Linked DNA regions of Cyprinus carpio: region 2 is linked to region 1. The links are chromatin contacts, called in public Hi-C maps. All regions are on one chromosome and are shown on one strand. The core of a region is the stretch at or near the end of the contact, and the rest is flanking DNA. Distances in the headings are between cores, read along the strand shown.

What was found. Hi-C and Micro-C count contacts between places; a contact is called where the count stands out from the background.
Region 2: a contact with region 1 is called in a Hi-C map of skeletal muscle, with 4 times the contacts expected there. The contact joins the promoter of LOC109045337 here to the enhancer-like site in region 1. A contact is called at or near these places in 3 of 8 Hi-C or Micro-C datasets (liver and skeletal muscle).

Annotation. Positions count from the first base shown.
Region 1 is chrA21:4,572,503-4,580,308 of ASM1834038v1, forward strand. It overlaps ap3b1a (AP-3 complex subunit beta-1), which reads left to right. Exons shown (of 27, transcript XM_042778653.1): 27 at 3,354-4,128. The coding sequence ends at 3,510. Among protein-coding and RNA genes, the nearest start is that of LOC122149272, 25 kb to the right of the region's middle. Within about 2 kb of position 3,364, at least 1 of the 8 cell types and tissues checked has an H3K27ac peak or open chromatin away from gene starts, as enhancers often do. A contact at or near this core is called in skeletal muscle, where this site is marked.
Region 2 is chrA21:4,656,809-4,664,614 of ASM1834038v1, forward strand. It overlaps LOC109045337 (WD repeat-containing protein 41-like), which reads left to right and starts at 4,775. Exons shown (of 13, transcript XM_042711404.1): 1 at 4,775-5,061; 2 at 5,478-5,591; 3 at 6,280-6,328. The coding sequence starts at 4,775.

The DNA.
Region 1 (7,806 bases), core at 2,114-4,613:
CACTAAAATCATGTGAATGAAGTGGCTTTGGCTTCTGTCACACACATATGCAGTGCCTCAGGGCTGTGTTAAGTGCGTGTGTAAATAAGATTTTTATAAACTGACTCCATTAGTAGTGCCGCAGGGAGCGAGAGATCAGAGTGTCAGCAGCACAGATATAATGCACTACATCTGCAATATCTGAATATCTTTATGTCTGTTCATATATCTGTCTTTCATTCTATATCTGTCTGTCTATCTATCCATCGTTTTGTCTATCATGTAACATTTGTGTGTGTGTGTGTGTGAGATTGTCAGATGTGACGCCCTCTCCAGTTGGTTAGCAGTAGCTCTGACGGTCCTTGAGTCTCATGCTGTCATGGCTAAATAGTGGTCATTGTGTGTGTGTGTGTGTGTGTGAGACAGAGATTTTGGGAGTAAAAGAGGGGTCTCCTGGTGGGACGGGGGGTGTGTGTGCTTCTCAGTGCTAAATGGGGTCCCTGTGTGTGAGGGTGTGTGCTAAACGGTTGATTGTTGTATAATAGGCTGTGTAAATGGGAGGCAGATGGCAGTGTATCAGGCACGTGGGTCCCCCTCAGTGAGAGACAGACAGGAAGGAGGTACAAGGGCGCAGAGGTCGGACAGGGTCGTGTCTGCACTGTCAGTGGAGCCGTGTGTGGTGCGTTCACTAGTGTTTCCAGTCTGTGACGTTACCAGGGATACTGGACGCCAGGAATTCTCCCACAGCGCTATGGAACGGTTCAATAGTACAGTTCATCAATATTATTACTATAGCTCACTCTGGTTTACTTGTATCATACCATTATAGGACAGTGACAACACATCCATTTGCATTTTAGCAATGGGTTTTATTTTGCATTTTAAAATCAATTGTTCCTTTCCAAAATGTTTGGTCAAAAAAAGTGTTCCAGTTGTGTGAAAATAAACCTGTTCACCTTGCTGTACCACTGCGCATTACTCATAGAGGCCTTAGTTAGAGGCCTTATTATCCTTAGTTTGTATATGAAATTAAACTGATCTCCTTTTCATACCATTAGAAATGGTCAAACTGTTTTATTAAGAGATATTTGGAGAATGTGTCATTAGCAAGCCTTTTAGAATTTTTCAAACATAACAATCTTCAAACAAATAATCATTATGGTGAATGTATGTGAGTGTGTGTGTGTGTATATATATATATATATATATATCTATATATATATATATATATATATCTATATATGTATATATAATCTTATATATATATATATATATAGGTATATTTTATATATATATATATATATATAAAATTATCATTTATTTGTTTTTCTATTTTATTTTGTTATTTATCTTGTTTATTTTTACGATGCAGATTGAGTATTTATTTATTTTCCATTCATTCATTTTTATTATTCTTTTTTGTTTTTGTTTATTTGTTTTTATTTTATATTTTATTTAGTATTATTATTTTATTTTATTTTTACCATGAAGATTATTTGTTTTGTTTTAAAAACAAAATTTTTTTTTTTTTTTTTAAAATAAAATTTTTTATAATGATTATTATTACCACCAAAGAAGATTATTTGTTTTTTTTTTTTTTAATTATAATTTGTTTGATTTTTTGTTTTATTAATTTATTTTTCTTTAATTATGTTTATTTTTACCACAATGATTATTTGTTTTTTCAAATTACAATTTTCTCCCCAACATCCTTTTATTTTGAATATAGAACAGCGATTTCTTTTATATTTTGTGCCCCAACATCCTTTTATTTTGAATATATAACATAAAACACAATAATATCATCTAAATCACAATCTTTTATTTTGAATATAGAACAGCGTCTCTTAGCTTATTGTTTAAAGCACATTAATTGCAGCGTCTTATGCATTTTTTTTTAGGTATGCTAAATTTGTGCAGATCCCAATGAAAGTTTGCATTGCTTGTGAACTACTCTAGCTTACACTTGCAACTTGTGTACTGCAAATAGTCTCTTTGGATAAAAGTGTCTCCTAAATGACTACGTTTAAAATGTAATGTAAAAGTAAAGTATACTTAGTTTTGGATATTAATGTGAAATGACAAAGCAGAATGAATCGCTAATGAAAATCACAATTCTATTTGTTTAATCGCTTCTCTACTGATGTGAATGTCCTTTAATACTGCCACACAATAATTCCCGTGGAGCTTTTATTAAAATCGTAATATTGCTCTGTATGCTTTACTCCATCTCCACTGAAGTTGATCTAGTCCTCTGCACTCTATTTAGTGCACCCCCCCACACTTTGCTCCCTGTCTGTGAGAGGCTACCAGGTTCGAGTCTGTGATTGACAGGAGTGTGTCCCTTGGCCCCTAATAGCTTCTTAATCAGACCAAATAATAGACTGCCGTTCCTGTTCACCACCCACACTTCTCCCCCTTCACTCTTCAGTGCTCACATATGGGTATGGCACATATTTATGCACTTTATTAAATAGATCTATTAATTAATCTATTAATTTATATACTTATTCATTGTTATCAACTCTTAGAAATCTGATATTCATTTTGCAAACAAACAAAAATTTGTTATTACACACAAACAATAAACTTTTATAAAACATTTTTAAAAAAATCCACAAAAACAATATTAAACCAAACCACATAAAATAAAATATATTATAAATGAGTTATGGCATGTATATTATATTATGTTATATTATATTATATTATGAATGAGTTATGGCATGTGGAATAGTATTTACCTTACACAATTAACAAAAAAATCTATATTGTTTGATATACATGTTAGTTGTGTGTGTGTTTCTCATCAATGTTTCTTTTGACAATGGTTCAAAAATAATAATACTAGGATATTTTGTAAACCTTTAATATATTAATACTAACTGTAGTTTGGCTATTATCATTATCACCTTCTTTTCAGATCATTAGTCATTAAATCCTCTGCAAACACTGCAAATATATTGACTGTGGCAGGCACCTTTCATTTACTCTCTAATTTAGTTTATAAAATTCTCATTCACAGTTCTTGCAATTCATTTCAAGTTCATCGGTTACGTCTTCAGAAGAGTCATTTTTGGAGGAATATGAACTGATGAATTGTGCACAATAATATAAAGGGTATTTAAGTAAATTGTGTCCATTTTGAATGAATTATATTGTTCTAATGTTTTACAGTATATTTCTCTGTTGAAGAAACTTTTGAAGATATTTTAAGTCAATGCTGAATCCATTGTAGATTTTCTGTCTGAAGCAAACTTTAAAAATGTACTTTAAAAAGAAAAACCTGTTTAAACTCATTGCTCGGCATGAAGCTGGCATGCCGATGAAATGCCAACTAACCGGCCAATCCATTTTTCTGTGTGTATCTCCAGGTTTGCCGGTAAGACAGTGAGTTCTGGATCTCTGGTCCTGGTGTCGGTCGCCCTGAAGGATCCTGACGCTGTGATCACCATTAACACTGAGAAAACAGTAATAGGCTCTATGCTCCTGCGACAGTTTAAAACGGCCCTGACCAACAGCGGCCCCTAGAAAGAGATCAGATCTCACTGTCACTCTTTCACACTCACAAGTTCAGTCACGGACAGGTGCTGTGTTCAAATATAGCTCACTCTGGGTCATAATGACACTTGGGAGAATTTGTATTGTTTTGAAAAGATGACAGAAAGATGGCTTCATATCTGTTCTCATTTCAAGAGACTTTATGCCTCAATTATGCTTTGCATAATTCTTTGCTTTCATTACGTGCGCATTAATGTTCTCTGCTAATCTGTGAGGTTTGACTCTATTCAGACAGGCTTTTCAAGCTCAATGCTGATAGTCTGGACAGTTTTTTGTTGGTAAGATTTCATTTTGATAAATGTGCCGTTCTCCATCTGCTCTTTGTGTGACCAAAACATGCAAAATTGCAAAACTATGTGAAGTGCCTTTCTTAAAATTATTATTTTAGTCAGGAGTTTCATTTGTTTAAATTACAGTGATTAAAAAAAAAATATGGAAACTGAGAAGTTTGTTTTTCTTATTTGTATCATATTATACTGCGATTGGTTTTGTGACACATGGATTCACTGTGATGTCACGATCACATGACGTCTGGTTTAAATGAAGCTGCTAATGAACAGAGTATGAATCAAGTCTTTCTGTACAGTATGATATTTGTTTATTGCCTATGATGTGTTCCTGACACATATCTCTCTAAAATAAGTTTCTTAAGAGGGAACATTTATGAAGAAATACCTCTGATCTCTGATTGAAACTAAAGTAGTCATGTACTGAGATGATGTCAGAGAACTAACTAGATAACAACACTCTCCTATTATATGATCAACCAATCAGTATCATCATATGAAATAAATTAGATAATATCTTCCATCATTGTTCAGCATGAAGTATGGGGAACAGTTTGTATTTCAGTTCTTTTGAGGATGTTTATTATGAGAGTAAAGATCCCAAATACCTTGTTAGGATTCAGTTAACATTGTATCGAACGCAGGCCATCCTGGACACCACAAAAAACAACATTCAGTGCGTTTGAAGCCTCATTCAATGCCAGAGAGAACTGTATGCTTTGTCCTACAAGATAATTAGGGATTTAGATCAGTTATTTATCATCAGTTTCATATGGACTTGGGTTTTGTTTTTTGTTTTGTTTTGTGTTTTTTGTTCTGTTCTGTTCTGTTTTGTTCTGTTCTGTTCTGTTTTTTGTTTTGTTTTTTGTTTTTTGTTCTGTTCTGTTCTGTTTTTTAAAATTTGAATTTATAAAATCCTCACCCGAACCTTTCTTTCAACACTGTTCTGTTCTGTTCCGTTCTGTTCTGTTCTGTTTTGTGTGTATGGATGTGTTATGGATGTGTTGTTTTTTGTTTGTGTTTTGTTCTGTTCTGTTCTGTTCTGTTCTGTTTTTTGTTTTGTTTTTTGTTTTGTTTTGTTCTGTTCTGTTTTTTGTTTTGTTCTGTTCTGTTCTGTTTTTTGTTCTGTTCTGTTTTTTGTTTTGTTTTGTTCTGTTCTGTTCTGTTTTTTGTTTTGTTCTGTTCTGATCTGTTTTTTGTTTTGTTTTGTTCTGTTCTGTTCTGTTCTGTTTTTTGTTTTTTGTTCTGTTCTGTTCTGTTCTGTTTTGTTCTTTGTTCTGTTCTGTTTTTTTGTTTTTTGTTTTGTTTTGTTCTGTTTTTTCTCCTAATGCAAGACTTTCTAATGCATCAAAGTCATTCATTCGTTCATTTTGGTTGTGTCCAAATACATTTTGGGGGCACTATATATTTGAAAGAAATAACTATATGTAAGTTTAATTTTAGGGTTAGTTCACCTAAATGCTCAGTTCAATTCCTAATATTTACACCAATACCATTTTCCAGACTGGGCATCAGTCCAGGACGGGACTTCTGACAGACTGAAAGCCATGCTGACGTGAGACAAACTGAGACAGAGGTACAAACTGTGCATCATGACCAATGTCCAGCTAAGATAGAACTGTAAGCTTTAATATTAATAGCTCATAATAATGTGTGTTTAACACCAGTCTCATAATCTGTCAGTCCGTGGCTTGCACATGAATCATAATGTTAAAGCCATTAAAGACATTCCATCCCATAAACAAAGGCTATACTTTCTGACTGTAGGGCCCCTGCTGATGTGCGTATGTGTGTTTGAGAGTGTGCATCAAGAGATTCTCAGTACATTTGCCCATTAAGTGAGAGAAATTGTAGTTTATGGCCAGTGTGAGGCTTTTCTCTGTCAAGCAACAAGCCACATATTTATTGAGCATTATGACACTTGTTTATCACACACAGAGTTGATATGATGTGCACACAGATGTGCGGCTGGCATTTTTATGGAAGGGACGTGTGCGAGAGAGAATTCAGCACCATCTCCTTTCATCACTGGAGGCTGTTAAGATGTCAGTGTGCTGTTAAGATGCACTTCAAGAGAAAAACACTCATCATGCGCTCACCTCGCCTGTGCTGCTGCTTCACTTCAGCCTGGTTTTATCTCTGTGTAATTTGATGGCGTAATCATTATAGATCATACTATCTATATCTAAATTATGAAATAATAATCACCAAATAACTTATGAGATGCTGTGCTATATTATAAAAGTAATTATGGGTAAAGGGTGTTGATTACAACTGAGTACATACAGCCCCTTCAGCACATTAGGGACAGATTATATAAAAAAAAATAATTACCAAACATTAAAATGCAAAAAAAGAAAGAAAAAAAGAAAAAATACAGCTATTTTTTTTTAAATAAAACATTTAAGTGAATATTTGTGAATTTCTTTTTTTCTTTTTTTTACGTCTAAAGACTATTAATTCTAATTTCAAATGATATAATATTAATACATTAAGCTAAACTACATGATTTATTAATTTTTATTTCAGTTTCAGTCATTTTAATACATTAAGCTAAACTACATGATTTTTTTTTAAAATATGTTTAAAAATGTGATGGGTTTTATTTCAAGTAATAAACTTTTTTTTTTTTTATGGTTTTAGTTTATATATAATGCCAATTTGTGAATGACATAATATGCCAATGGTAGCAAGATTTGATGAATTCTGTGATGTTTTGTAATAGTTGGTTTCTCTCCCTTTAAAACATTTCATACTGTACAAAAATCATTACATCAGAGAATTAAATAAATAAATAAAAATCGTCTGTGCCAAGATCTAGTGAGCTGCATACCTAGGCAGCATTTTTGTGCATCACAGGTTTGAATGAGTGTGTTCTGAGTGAGACGGTGCTGTAAACAGCAGTCCTGCTCATGCACTGTTTAGTTCATAAAATGAAGAGAATTACAGTCCATCAGCAACATGCAACTCCACTCGTAATGACAATTAAAAGCTGTTAAAATAAACTCAAGTGTATGTGAAATGGGAGCCAATTCACTCAGATTACTAGAGGTCACGCTAACTGTAGCTACTGAACAGCAGGCCTTCAAGATCCTGCTGTAATTTTAGTTCAAAATAACAGAGTCGATCACAGTGTTCTGACAAAACACATGGCATGCTGTGTTTTTCCTCAATTAAAGTAGATTTATTGAGGTTAGAAACGGGTAAAATCAGAGGATTTGAAGGCATTCGGCTGGTGCCTTAGTAATTATTTTTAAATTCTGTTGCGACGTGATTCGACTCCAATTAGGCCAATGTAAACACTGCGCTTTCAATTAAACCTGGAGATGTTGCAGGTTGCTTGGGTGGCGTGGTTGTACGTGTGTTGCCATGGTAACTGATAGCGTGAATATTCTGCGTGGGCTTTGTGATGCCGTCCTGCTTTTTAATGTGTAACCGCTACAAACTCAACTCAGTGAGTCAGTTCCCATTCTCAGGAAAGCCAAAGTCAACAGGACTTTAAAGATGCATGAAAATCTTTCTTTCTTTATTTTTATGATTGCGCTGTGCCTAAATTCACCCTTTATCTGTCATTATATACACAATACAGCATGGCCTCTAAGTTGTATTGTATATTTATACAATATAAAGCTCATTTTAATTACAGTTAAGTAATATTCTTCTGTATAAAGGGTGATATGCAGTGACATATACACTACCATTCAAACATTTGGAGTTTTTTTTTTTAAAGAAGTTTATACTTTTATTCATCAAGGATGCATTAAATTAAATCCAAAAGTGACAGTAAAGACAATTATGCAAAAAAGATTACTATGTCAAATAAATACAGTTCTTTTAAACATTATTCATCAAAAATATCACGTATTCCATTGAAATATTAAACAGCAAAACTGTTTTCAACATTGATAATAATAAGAAATGTTTCAGTAAATCAGCATATTAGAATGATTTCTGAAGGATCTTGTGACACTGAAGACTG
Region 2 (7,806 bases), core at 3,525-6,024, 86 kb after region 1:
CTCATTTGTGCTGACTAGCAAATGTTAATATTTCTTCTAAAAAATAATCTTTAATAATTATAATATAACATCTCACCACCATCCGAATAAATAAATAATACTAATGACATCATAGGACTTCTTTTTGCTTTATGAAAAAAATAATAATAATGGGAGGGGGGTGTGGGTATTTTTTGTATGTTACTTTTTAAAACAAACACACATACACAAACTGACACATTTCTTTTTTTTTCTTTTTTGCTGTCATGGCAATGAGAAGCAACAAAACAACAACAACAACAAAACACAACAACAGTTGTTTTATCACAGTTGTTTGGACAGTAACAAACTGCATCCAAAATCACATTCTGTCTTCTAGGTACTACATTTAGTTTGAAAGTTGCAACCATTACAAAAAGAATGTATGTTCTTTATAATATCAATATGACTATAAATCGGACATACTACTTCTGCCAAGTTATGTGACTCCGTAAAATGTCAATGTGCACTCCAGAATTTTAGCCGAAGTAATAGGTACTACATCCAGGTACTACTGTTTTTTTTTTTAAATGTCATCACTGCATCTGAAATCAAATACTTCCCTACTACACAGTATGCAAAAAACTGTATGCCAAAAGAGTAGTATGTCTGAATTCACAGTATTCGAAAAACAAAGTACCCCGATAACCTACTACTTCCACTCGAATTTGGAAGTGCACATCCGACAGACTTTATTATCCCATGGGGCCACGGGAGAGTATTTATGAATGGTGACACTGGTTGATCACGTGATAGTAACAACATGGCGGATGCAGTATGTCTGAATTTCATACTACCCATATTCAGATTATATAGAACATACATTTTAATGGTCACAAAGTAAGTTCAAATTCAAATGTAGTACTTACTCAGACAGTATGCGATTTTGGATGCCCCTATGAATTTGGGGATAATACATCTTACATAGGGACAGACTAAAAAAGGAATCATATTCTTGATAATATAAGCAGGAGCCATGTTTAATTCCTTTTCTAATACATAAAATTATGACATTTATTATCAGTAGGTATAAAAACACATTTAGTTAAGTGTTTTGTCTCCCGCATGATGGCGTGTTGTAGGTGGTTGCTATTGTATTCATGGCTGCTAGAGAATTGCTTGTTGGTTTCTAGGAAGTTAAGCTCATGCTATTTTCAAAAATGCACGTGCACCAGTGATTCAGTGTCTAGATTTGCATCTGCATTTGCTTGGTAGGCGAAAAACATACACACAAATCCCCTGAAATGCTGCTGTAGTATGTGTGTGTATAAAGAAGAATTTAGTGTGTGAGTAATACAGGAGGACAGGGTTGTGTGTTGCTCATAAACGAGTTTGTCTTCTCTACTCCGTCTCTGTATGGGAAAGCCTTATTGAACATCACACGCATTCCCCCGACAGTTTATAGCTGAAATCAGCACCTTTTAGAATAACCATCTATTCTGCTCTCGCCGGATGGACAGAAGCAGAGAGAGGAGAGGAGAAATGAGAGAGAGAGAACAGGACGATCTTCCTTGTGTCCAGTTCTCTCTCTGAACTGAGAACAGATTTCGCTGAGTCTGAAAATAGAGGGTATTTCACTGTTCATGTCTGACATGATGTTCATGTCCACTATAATGACCAGATGCTGTGTGTTTTATATATTGAAGCACTTTGTTGAAATTGCCCTTCTTTTTATTATTATTTTTCATTTCCTTAAGTTTCTGCGAGTATGTGCCGATTCAAATGCATTCAGACTTTGTTTTGTATATAAAAGCATTCTTTTTAATAATAAAATTTGAAAATGTCATGACTTTGTGAAAATGTTCACCCTTCAAAACTGACAGGTATGATGTCATTGTAATATTTGCATACTGAATAAAGGCCTGTTCAAACCAAGAACTTTAACTATAAAGGTAACTATCTATAGACAGAGACACAAGTGTGCAGCCACTGTTGTCTTGAATTAGCTGGTAAAGTAGATTTACTTATTGTAGAGTTAACAAAAGTTATCATGAGCATTGTAATGATTGAAGTGGATATAATACCAAATGTCAGTAGACCTGCTTCATTAATGAATCCCAAAGATCTTACCTTCATTGTGTAGAAAACACAAACCGGAAGACAGTAAACAATGTACGTGCTGAAAAAGGGGCGGGGCTCTTCAGAACTTCCTGTTCTGAACTCACTGTGGTCTGCTGCTTTAAATACTGGCGCTGATTCTGATTGGCTGACAATGTTTTATTCGTTCATCAGCTGGGAAAAAAAATCATTCTCAGAATGAATATAGCGATAATTACGATGAGGACATCTATAAGGCACGTTTACAACAACAACAAAAAAACGATAACTATATTAGTGTCCACACCAAGGCTGTTAATTAAGTGCTGTAATTTTATTGTTTGCTGCTTAAAGGGATACTGCATCCCAAAATGAAAATTTTGGCATTATTCACTTACCCCCATGTCGTTCCAAATCCGTTCCAAGCTTCGTTCGTCTTCGGAACACAATTTAAGATATTTTGTATGAAAACCAGTAGGCCTGTGACTGTCCCATAGACTGCCAAATAAATAACAGTGTCAAGGTCCAGGAAAGTATGTAAAGCATCGTCAGAATACTCCATCTGCCATCAGTGATTCAACCGTAATGTTATGAAGTGACGAGAATACTTTTTGTACACGAAGAAAACCAAAATAACGACTTTATTCAACAATTCGTCTCTTCAGTGTCTCTCCAAATCAGCATAGCACCATTTTGACAAATCTGACTAGTACGCAGATGGCGTACGCTCTTCTGACCTTGACACTGTTTTTTATTTGGCAGTCTATGGGACAGTCACAAGCCTCCCGGTTTTCATCCAAAATATCTTAAATTGTGTTCCGAAGACGAACGAAGCTTTTACGGGTTTGGAACGACATGGGGGTAAGTGACTAATGACAAAATTTTCATTTTGGGATGGAGTATCCCTTTAATATTGTTAAATTCTGTGGATTCTGATTGGCTGTCAATGTTTTTGTTGTTCATCAGGTGAAAAGAAAAGTTCAGAAGTGATTTATAGGATATTGTTGCTATGTGTCTGTATCGTTAGAGCTGTGACGTGGACGTCTCTATTATAATTAGAAAATAATTAAAACTGTATAGCTAGCTTTTTTGTTATAGTTATCGTGTTTTGCTGATCTCCTTTATTATTCTTAATACATACTGAATTATGATTGGTCTCCACGTTTTTACATTTATTTTATAATTTATATAGCATATTGCTGAGTTTTATAATAAATAATAATAATAATAATTACTATAAATAAGCAATAAATATTGAATATAAATATTTACTTTTTCTTAAAATTAATTTTTTTTTTGCTGCCCTGGCAACATTTGCATTTTCTTCAGGAAGTGTGAATAAACTTTTAATTGTCAACATTTATCTCCATCCTTGCTTTAATTTCTCTTGCATTTGGACTGTTCTGTTGTTTCTTTGCACCTTGTTCGGATAGTTCCATCTCCCTCCGTCTCCTGCTCCCCTCCCCTCTCTCTCTCTGCCCTTGAGTTTTTCTATTACCTTGTGGAAAGCACCTCGCCTGGCATGACAAGCGCAGCGGATTGACACTAAATCAGAAATCAACGCTAGAGCTCAGCATGAAGGTCACACTCGCTCACACACGCGTCTCTATCTGAGAAGAACACACGCGATTCGCTCATCTCTGTGTATGTGTGTGTGTGTGTGTGTGGGGTCACAAGGGCCCAGTGGGATTTCGAGAGGGGCCACATCTCTGTAAGGTGAGGTGATGGTAATCCTCAAATAATTCCTGAGCATTCACACACAGAGTCCATCACTCTCACTCTTTTGAAGACCTGAGGGAGAATGTAGCCAGAGAAAAGGCTTAAAAGTATTGCGTTAATGTGTTTACTTGATTATTCAGTAGATGCCATGCCATACGGTTACCTTTATCCGTGTGAATAACACATTTGGGAGGAGATCACAGACACTAGTGACTGAATAAACTGGACTGATTCCCTGAAGCTGGGGATAACCTCGTTAGTGTCGCAGACATGTTTTTGAGTTGGTGTGTACTGACATCTAGCGGTGGCATGATCACCACAAAAACAATTAAAAAAAATGATACTTTGAAACAATAATTTTCTTACATAAAAAATACACATGGTATCACAGATTGTTTTGTTTTTATATACATCAACAATAACAATATATAAATAAAAATAAAATATATTAATAATATGAAACATATTACAAGATTTTACAGAAAAAAATACACATATCACAGATTATGTTTTGTTTTTATATATAATGAACCACGATACCAACAATACAGTTAAAAATATGATAATATACAAAGAATTTGACAGAAGAATTTGCTTACAGGAAAAAATAAATCCGTATATTAAGTTTTGTTTTATATGCTGCATATTTTGTTTAAATTTGGGACTGGTAGGCTACATATGCAAACCAACCTCCAATAAAAGATAAACTGTAGAACTTTGGTGTTTTTCGCTTCGAAAACACCGCGGGTCACGTGTGTTCCCTGGAAGCTTCCGTAGCTAGTCACGTGAGTCCGCAGATTGTTTGTAGTGAGCCGCTGATATGAGGCTGTCATAGAGCAGAGACAAATTTGGCCGAAAATACTGTCAAAGAGATGAATTTATATGAAGGTTTCCGATTATCGCCGGTCATTTGACCCGCTTATCTGCTCTAACTGAAGTGTTTTGGATCTAAAGCAGAACCGGCGCGGAACTGATACATTGTATCAGACGTGACGCGTGACGCGTTCTGTCAGACAGAACGTGCTTTAATGTTTCGGTGCGTCACAGATGGAAATGTATTTTGATAGAGATTAGTGTTTCAATAAAGACTCCTCACATCAGGAATATCAACAGAACGCACCGCGCGTCTCTGCCAGCCGCTTTCGCAACATGCAGCTACACTGATTTGTCTTGTGATTTATTTAAACACAAAATCCATTCGTTTGCATGTAAAGTCAGATGCTCTTTTAAAAAACCAACATGCTGCGGTGGATTCTGGGAGGTCGGGAAGCGCAGGGAACAGTGGAGGTGAGTACAAGCCATAGTAAAACACAAACTAGTGTATGTGGGTAACCCTATGAAACTTCTCTGTTTTATGTCCCAAACTTTTTTATGATTTTATTATTATTTTTTTTTATACACCTGAAATGCCTGAAATAACACAGAGTTAAAGCTGTTATCAGCCATGCAATTTAAAAGCCACGAAAACTCCAGTTTTGTGGCATGACTTATGTCCATGTTATTGCCATTATTTACCAATAAGCAGAAGATAAGAAGCTGGTTTCAGTGTCTAGTTCTCTTAAAGACTTCTAGTTGCAGGAGTTCAGTACATGTATCAGAGAGAGACAGGCCGAGGCAGTCGATCAAACAACAGTCATTTCAGCACATTCTGAGCTAGATTGAAGCAATGATTCTTTTGTCTATTATATTCTGTTCATGGGCAGAAGTGCGGCGCTGTTCATTGGGGAGGAACAGCCCAAAAACTGTTTCACGGAGATGCAGGTGCTGAAAGGACACTTTGACATTGTTCGATTTCTGGTGCAGATTGATGACTTAAGGTAAGCAATCCTCTTCTTCTGCCTCTGACCAGTGATTGACAGCTAAGACTGAGCTAGATCCTCTCCAAACGTAAACTTACAGAGCGTGACAAGAGCTTAATCATCACAGCTTGAGGGAGTTTGTGTGTGTGTGCACTTCGACATCAGCTTGATAGTGTCCATCAGCCCTAGGCCTGTCCATATTAAACACGTCTGCATGAAAACATCTGCACTGGAGGCTTTCAGAAAGCTCATGTATATACAAACACGCAGTGTAAGGCAGGGGTTATTTTTATAGAAGTGATGGAGAAGAGCGTTTGGAAGTGTGTGTGTGTGTGTGTTATGGCTGGCTGCTCCTGATGATCTCGGTGCAGGAGGAGAGTTTCAGGTGAGGTCAGTGTGCAGAACATCGCTGATTGCTTTTAGAGTCCCGAGTCCTGTTTCTCTTCTCCGATCCCTTCTATATTTCCTGTATCTCATCCCTTTATCATAGTTTCATTCTCCTGTTCTTCCTGCAGACGATTCGTTTCTGAGCTCGAGAGGTCAAAGGTGTCGTGAGAATCCCGCGATTGTTAAAATCCAGTCAGAGAAGGAGATCTGTCATAGTTATATTTTGGGCTTTATGCTTTCTTTTATTTAACCATTAAACTAGTTAATGGATGTGAAGCGTCAGGTTTTACCCAACATCTGTGTGTTTTGTGATTGGCAGGTTTGCGTCTGCAGGTGATGACGGCCTGGTGCTCATTTGGAATGTTGAGGTGAGCAGAACAGAAGTTTATGAATATGCTAATCACATGTTATTGATATGGTAATTACATGAAATAGGTCAGAGGTCAGCCTAGTTGATACTCTTTTGGTAAAAGTAATTTTAACATTTTTATTAATAAAATTAAATAAAATCAGAAACTTTTTTTTTTGCATTGAGGCAACACAGCCCTCAAAAGCCTCCTGTCTGTTAAAATCTATTTTAAATAAATGAACAAATAAATAACATTCTCTCATGAAATATGAGCTATCTCTCTCTCTCTCTCTCTCTAAAATGTACTCCTATAAACATATATTTTCTTATAAAATGAACTCAAGTGTGTTGTTATATATTTATATATATATATATATATATATATATATATCACACACACACACACACTACATAACATTTATATTTTATGCTATAGTATAGAATTTTATTTTCACAATATATTATAAATATAGAAAAATAAATATAAAACTTTGTGATGTATTCATTAAATGTTCTCAAAATGGTTTTATGTTTGTTTTAATAAGTGTTTTAGCTCATTTAAAAAATATAAAATGTTAAATATACACACGTATTTCAGTATATACACACACAATATTTAAATATAAAACATATATATATATTTTAATACTGTAAAATATATACAAAAATATTTATAAACATTCTTTATTTAATTAATACTGAAAACTCAAAACAAAAAATATATGCTTGATTTAATTTGTTTTGAAATTTCATATTTTGAGATTTCATATATTTTGAAAACAGTATTATATTGTTAATGTAGAAAAATAAATATAAAAGTTAATTATGATTATGCTCTGCCGTTTGTACTGTATTACATTTATCTGTGTGACACCCTCTAACACTCAATCAAAACCAGCAGCACTTGTTAGTGTTGTGTTTCTAGACTGGAGACTGTTTGTTTGCGTTGCGCGGTCATACACAGCAGCTCTACACTAATGACATCCATACCCATTATCAGAGGAGGAAACTCACACACGGCGCTCCTTACCGCATCATCAGACCGCACGCTCAGTGTATCCTTACACAAACCTCTGCTGATTGTGTGTGTTAGGGTTGAAGCATTCCCTTAATTCTACCCTAGTATATCCGATTCAGGAAACCGAGTGCAGAACATATCCTCATCTTCCATATATAGTAAAGTGAAAACAGCATGTGCTACAGCTTCATGGCTGTGTGTGGTTTGGATTGTGTGTGGAATACTTGCTATACTTGATACAAAAAAATATATGCTTGATTTACTTTGTTTTGGATGCAAGTGATGAGCGAGGACTAGCCAGCCAGTAATATATATGTTGAGATTTCATATATTTTGAAAACAGTATTATATTGTTAATATAAAATAAAAATATATATTTTTTAAATTATGATTATGCTCTGCCGTTTTACTGTATTACATTTACTGTGTGACCCCAACACTCAATATAAATGCAAAACCAGCAGCACTTGTTTGTGTGT